Linked DNA regions of Zea mays: region 1 is linked to region 2. A link is a contact called in public Hi-C data. All regions are on one chromosome and are shown on one strand. The core of a region is the stretch at or near the end of the contact, and the rest is flanking DNA. Distances in the headings are between cores, read along the strand shown.

What was found. Hi-C and Micro-C count contacts between places; a contact is called where the count stands out from the background.
Region 1: a contact with region 2 is called in a Hi-C map of tassel, with 2.3 times the contacts expected there. The contact joins the promoter of VP8 here to the promoter of LOC103644148 in region 2. A contact is called at or near these places in 4 of 25 Hi-C or Micro-C datasets (ear, endosperm, leaf and 1 more).

What each region holds. Positions count from the first base shown.
Region 1 is chr1:293,130,314-293,133,784 of Zm-B73-REFERENCE-NAM-5.0, forward strand. It overlaps VP8 (Probable glutamate carboxypeptidase VP8), which reads left to right and starts at 2,160. Exons shown (of 10, transcript NM_001127252.1): 1 at 2,160-3,104. The coding sequence starts at 2,160.
Region 2 is chr1:292,934,202-292,937,328 of Zm-B73-REFERENCE-NAM-5.0, forward strand. LOC103644148 (calcium-dependent protein kinase 11) reads right to left here and starts at 1,531. Exons shown (of 8, transcript XM_008667344.4): 1 at 388-1,531. The coding sequence starts at 1,201.

The sequences.
Region 1 (3,471 bases), core at 910-3,409, 200 kb after region 2:
TAAGGTGACTAAACGATGATGAATGAAATTTACTTTAATCACTTGACCCGAGGACCCTTATTTGATCTCAAAACTCTCTCGGATGAGGAGATCTAGGGTACTTAGGTCAGGTGGCTCCGGTGCCATTGATAGAAACTATGGTGCCTAGGATCATTCCTAAGACCCTATAAGACCAATCCATACTTGAAGAAAACCTCGATGATGAGTAGATCTAGTCTACTAAGATGTTATGGTTGACATACCTTTGTTGTTGTTGTTCATGGCCACGACAACGATGGTGGTGGCGTCTTGCAGCGCGTTTCCTCCTCCTCTTTGGCCATCACATCCTTGCGATTGTAGTGAAGTCCTAACGCCTTGGTTGTCATCGGTGCTAGTGAGTCCACCATCACCAGCAACCTGCACGGAGGGCTCAGGGATGAATCTCGTTGGTTCTCCATTGCATGTCGTCATTTGGGTTTCAACACTACATGCGCTAAGGCAATGGGAGCCTCTTCGGTTATGGGATTAAAGTTTTGGGTGTGGCTTATGTGTTAGATAATATTGTCGGCCCCTTAATCCCTTTTATATGGTGCAAGGTGAGCTGGGGGCTGCAAACATTAGGTTAGGTGCCCCCAAATCAAGGGCGTGTGGATTAGGGAGTTAGTTGGGTTAAGCCTAATTCGGTTCATGTTAACCGAATGTAGAATACACATCCAACACAATGAAGATATTTGTGGTCAGAGACTTAGAATGTTACAGCACTAAAATAGTAGCAAACAAGACAAACCCTTGTTCTGGAGTTATATTTTGGTTGTCAACAAAGTGTGAGTGCAAGTACCAACCACGTAGACTTATTTCGGTTGCCGACAAGATAGACCCTCGTCTTTTTTAGAGTGCGCGCGTTGCATGAACCATAAAAACTCACTGGATATTTGTGTTTAGAATTTAGATGAGAAGACATGAGTTAGAGGAACTAGTTAGGTATTTGTACGTTGTTATGGTTTCTATACACGCTTGAGTATAAAGTATAACACCCAAAGACATGTGTGTTTTGTTGGCTACGTGGTTGTGAATGTATGTTTGGAGCCAACAACCATGGTTTAAATCTATATATGTGCATAATTTTAGCTCTTTTTACTATTTAAATGTGGGGAAATGGTGGAAACAGGTAATTTACAGTAGTAGAGAAGAGATTAGTGCACAGTCCAACCTTGGGTTGCAATGATATGACAATACAAACCAATACCAAACTAGAATTTATCGTCCCGACATAACCTAAGTAGCGTAAATGATGCCATGAGACGAGGCACATAGGGCTAGCCCGGTCCAGGCTATGAGCCCAAGTAGTGGCAGATCTAGAATTTGAACCTAGAGTAGTTAAGAAGAAAATATTTTAAATGTAATATCGCCCATAATTCGGTACCACATATATAAATTCCATCAATTCAGTTCAAGAACAGAAAATAACAAAATGATCATAACACATTTAATTCATCAATTTAGGTTCCAAACTGTATAGATTTGTTTCCTTATGTCTAAACCATGAGAAATAGTTTTGTTTTTAAACCAAATTCTAGGATAGTTAGGGGCCTATCGAAGCTACCTGTTGGTTCTACCCTAAGCTCAAGTGCCTAATCCGGTCATGCAAAAGTCACTAAAAATTTAGAGCATGTTTGATTCGTTATCTAATTATCATAGTTTACCTATTTTTCTAAAGTTAGTTTTTTATTTAACCGACTAATCTATGTGATCATGTAAAATACTGTTTTATATTATAGGTATGCCATATTATTTTTGTGGCGAGATAACAGACAGGAGAGCTCTTGCCGATGCCGGCCGGACCCAGCCAATCTGCGTGTGCGCCGACTGTGCGGACACCTGAATGAACGTGCCGGAGTACCTGACCCGGACCGCAGTCGCTTCAGCTCAACTGATGGAGTGTGCAGTGGCAACGGAAAAGCTCCATTAACGGGGGTCGGGGCGTAAAGCTGCGTACGGCGGCACGGTGGTAGTGATACACACCGAAGCACCCAGGAAAGCATCCTGGCTCCTGTCCCTCCTCGCCATTTCACGAGCTCCCATTTCACACGCTCACTCCGTCACTCGCTCGCCTCCGCCGTCGCAAAGCCTGCCGGAACCGGCGTGTGCGGTCAGTTCCGGTGCCGCGCAGGGCCTGAGGAATGCCGCACTCCGTCCTGGCCCGTCTGCCCCCCGGCTCCGTCCGGCTCGTAGCTGCCTTCGGGCTGCTGCTCCTCGTCTCGCTGCTCGTTCTCCACCGCCGCCCCGGGAGGCCCCATGTGGCGGCGGCCGCCGCCAGCGACCGACTCACTGATCCCTCCCGGTCCCGGCTGTTCCTGTCGCAGTCCCCCGGGGCCAACGCGAGCATCGCGGCTGACCTCCGCGCGCTCACCGCGGGGCCGCACCTCGCGGGGACGCCTGCGTCGGCGGGTGCAGCCGCGCACGTGCTCGCCCGCCTCCGCGCCGCGGGACTCCAAACCCTAACGCGCGAGTACGAGCCGCTGCTCTCGTACCCTGGGCACGCCTCCCTCGCGCTGCTCCGGCCCGACGGGTCCCTGCTCGCGCGCCTGTCGCTCGAGGAGCCCGCGGACGAGGGGCGCCGCGTCGTGCCTCCGTACCACGCGTACGCGCCGTCCGGCGGGGCCGTCGCGGAGGCGGTGTTCGTCAACCTCGGCCGCGAGGAGGACTACGTCGTGCTCGAGAGGCTTGGAGTGGGCGTGCGCGGCCGCGTCGCGGTGGCGCGCCGCGGGGGTGGGTACCGCGGCGGGGTTGTGGCGCGCGCTGCGGACAAGGGAGCCGTCGCCGTGCTCATCGCGGGCAACGCGGACGGCGGCGTCGAGAGAGGAGTCGTTCTTCTCGGCGGCCCCGGCGATCCGCTCACCCCCGGGTGGGCCGCCACCAGCGGTGCGGAGCGTTTGAAGTTCGACGATAAGGCAGTCAAGCAGCGGTTTCCGAGTATCCCCTCCATGCCGGTGTCGGCCAAGACGGCAGCAGCGATCATTCGAAGCCTGGGCGGTCCGGCCATACCGGCGGAATGGAAGGACGGCCTCGGGGTGGATACCGGTGGTCTTGGACCTGGCCCCACGCTGGTCAACTTCACGTATCAGGTATAACTTGCTGTCTTGTTTCTGTATGATGGAGTGACAACAACACATGTATAAGGACAAATTTAATGGACAGCTAGATCCAAAAGACTATGCGGATTTGCTATGTTGTTGTGGAGTCATATGGCATGTTTTTGGTGTCTCGATTGGGAACTGGATGTAGGCAGTGAGTTGACGTTAGCTTAATATGGTATTGCTTGCTTCCTCTGTTATATCTTTCTGGATTGTCAGTCTATATTTGTGTGCTTCCATCTGTACAATATCCATGGATGTCTGATACCTAAATTATTCCATCTAAATTTTTCCATAGGCTACAATTAGGTGAGAAATTTGTAATTTGATTGGTGAAGTTCATTAACTGATTTTCTTC
Region 2 (3,127 bases), core at 281-2,780:
TGATGCTCCCAACTGCAAGTTGCAGTGATATTATAACGAGATTGAAGAAAATAAAACCAGTACTGACTACTTGCTCAATGTAGTTCAGCAGCACAAGTGATCTCAGAATGTTGAATGGTAAAAGTGATGCAACCATTGTGTGAAGTACACACGCCACTATGCATGTAACAGTTGTTGATCTATATTTTGTTATGAGATCACATGGTGGCCTCTTGCATGGACGCTCACAACAGTGCTCTACGTACGTACGAAAAATTCCCCCATTATGTAACAACCGTACGGCAATTGTCGCCACAGTTATCAGCTCAACTGTTCACATTACTAAAACAGCTTCACAATTAAATAAAATTGTTCTGCATTGCTAGTCAAGGAATCGATGCCATATACCTGGCTTGAAGAAGATGGACAGTCCAAAATCGATGGTCTTCAGGGGCGAGTCCTCCTTTTGATTGACAAACAAGAAATTTTCCGGCTTAAGATCCCTGTGCATCACGCCGAGTGAGTGGCACGCCTCGACGACGCCGACGATCACCCTGGTCAGCTGCGCGGCCGCCTTCTCGGAATAGTGCCCCCTCTGGATGATCCTGTCGAAAAGTTCCCCACCAGCGCAGAGCTCCATGACGAGCTGCACGGCGACGGCGTCCTCGTAGGCGCCGACGATGGAGACGACGTTGGCATGACCCGCGAGGTGGTGCATGATCTGGATCTCGCGGCGCACATCCTCGACATCCTCCTCCGTGAGCAGCTTCCGTTTGGCAATGGATTTGCAGGCGAACTCCCGGCCGGTGGCCTTCTCGACGCAGAGGTAGGTTGTGCCGAATTGACCCTGACCTAACTTCTTGCCAATGGTGTAGATGTCCTTGAGCCGAGCCGTGTTAACGTCGCGCTTGAGCACGGAGTCCGCGAGGAGGCCCGCGCTCTGGACGCGCTTGACCTTGGGCGCGGGCTTCTTCGCCGTAGGGTTGTCCTGCGGCTGGGAGGCAGGGGCCGGTGGCAGGTCGGTGGATCGGGATGAGTGGTGGGAGGAATGCTCAGATTCTGGGATGGTGACGGGATCGGGCGCTTTGTCGGAGGCGGGGGAGGGGGGCGGCGGTAGGGCTGGGGCTGGCGCGGGGTCGTCGCCGCGGGGCCGCCACAGGGTGACGTTGGCCAGGAAGCCGTTGCGGCCAGCGGCACTGGGGCCGACGCAGGTGTTGCCCATCGCCGCGGGGACGCTACACGGACGGCAGCGACGGCGGCGACGGCGGTGGCGGTGGCATTGGACGCGGGGGCGGCGAGGAGGTTACCGGTTGGGTGGTTCAGGACCTTCAAGTTGAATCGATCGTGGAAGCGGGGCGGAAGGGGAGGAACCGATGAATGAAACGGAGCCGAGGTGGGTCCCTGGCAGCGGGTTCGTGTGGATGACGTGTGGGTCCGACGCGTATGGGGCCGATTGTCAGCGTAGTGATCCAGCGATCGGAGGCGAGTGAAACCGCAGGATGCGGATCGGGCTCTTGGGCTCTTCGCGCCATATCGGATGGTTAATCATCACCGTTCCTTCCACCAAATTCCAAATCGTATATTTGGGAACTCCACGAGCCGTTTCTATTTGATTTTTGGCAAAATTGGTATGGAATAGAAATAGCTTCCGTCTTTTTTGTAATTTAGTCTTTTTTAGGTTTTATTTTCACACATACGCCCCTTCTGGTTTCATTTTAAAAACTAGACCCTCAGCTCGACACCATCGACATTAGCGCCGAGCTAGTACGTCTCGACGCCAATTACTTTGATGTGTACAACATTCTGTGTGGCTTCTACGTGGCGGTAATGTGGCCAGAGGTCAGCGCCGACCTCGGCGCCATAGATCTCAGCGCTGAGCTCTGTGTCTACAAATATCGAACTTCGACCGATAGTTTCTCTTCTACCAAACGACCAATATCAACCTGACGACTTGGATCTATTGTTCCTGTGTATCAAGGTAATTTCCTCCCTTTTATGGCCTTTTGCTATGTCTGATTATTAGGGTTATGGTTATCGTTTGTGAATCATTCTTATAATCACTTTTGATCATCATATTATTGAATTGTAGGATGTCTAGACGTGGTAAAAGTGCTAAATAAAGGTAAGCGTTGTATTAAATGTAATAACTAATATTTATGAGTCTTATAATACTTATCGAAATTTAGGAAGGGTCCATTGGCCGGAACTGCCTTCGACCTGCTTTCTTTGCCAACTGGTGTTCCAGTGCCTACGTGTTTTTGTGGTGATCCTTGCAAGGTTGACAAGTCTGAGGATCATGACACGTATCGACAAAGGTATTGGATGTGTGCTAACTATGCATTTGAGCCAACAATTGTTCAGCGCCGAATTAATTTAATGGTGAGAATAAATTTTTAGTATGTTAACAATTTGAAATCTAAGTGTTTGCGTACTAATCATTGCATGTATTGTAGACTCCTCCACCACTCTGTGATTTTGAGCAGTGGATTGACACAGAAATGTCACAGAAAGACAAGAAGTGTTTGGAGAATCTTAAGAAGTGAGACGCGGAGGACAAAGAAAGGATAGAGAAAAGACGAGAGGAGCTTGCTGCCAAGCAACAACGGGTAGACGAGCAGGAAATGAGGTGTGTTACTAAATACAAGGAGGAGAAGGAGAGGAAGCTTGAGCGTGCACGTCGTGCAAAGGACGCAATGGAGGAGAACCCTGATGCTTTTCGCAAGGGCAAATGGCCCTGTTGCACTCAGTAGTCTAGGTGCTTATATGATGTTATGTAGTAATAAACTTCTTATTATGTATTATTTACCATCGAACAATTTTTTTAGTAACGAACTACTTATTAGATATTCAAATTGTGCACTACAAACAATTGATTAAGACGACTTGAAGCAATTAATAAAGAAAAACAACACACTTAAAGCAATTGATACAAACGAGTTTTCTAGTAGTGCTCCCACATTCCAAATTGTGTGGACCCTTCTCCACAGTATCCTCTCATTGTTGTTGTCTGCTGTGGTTGCGGTGGAGAAGGTGGAGGACCAACATTCGTGTTGTGACAAGGGCAGCAGCAATATGGATCTGAGCATACTTGAACCTATGAACCACCTTCATTGTTGTTGTCTCCTCCTTCCTTCTCATTTATGTTGCT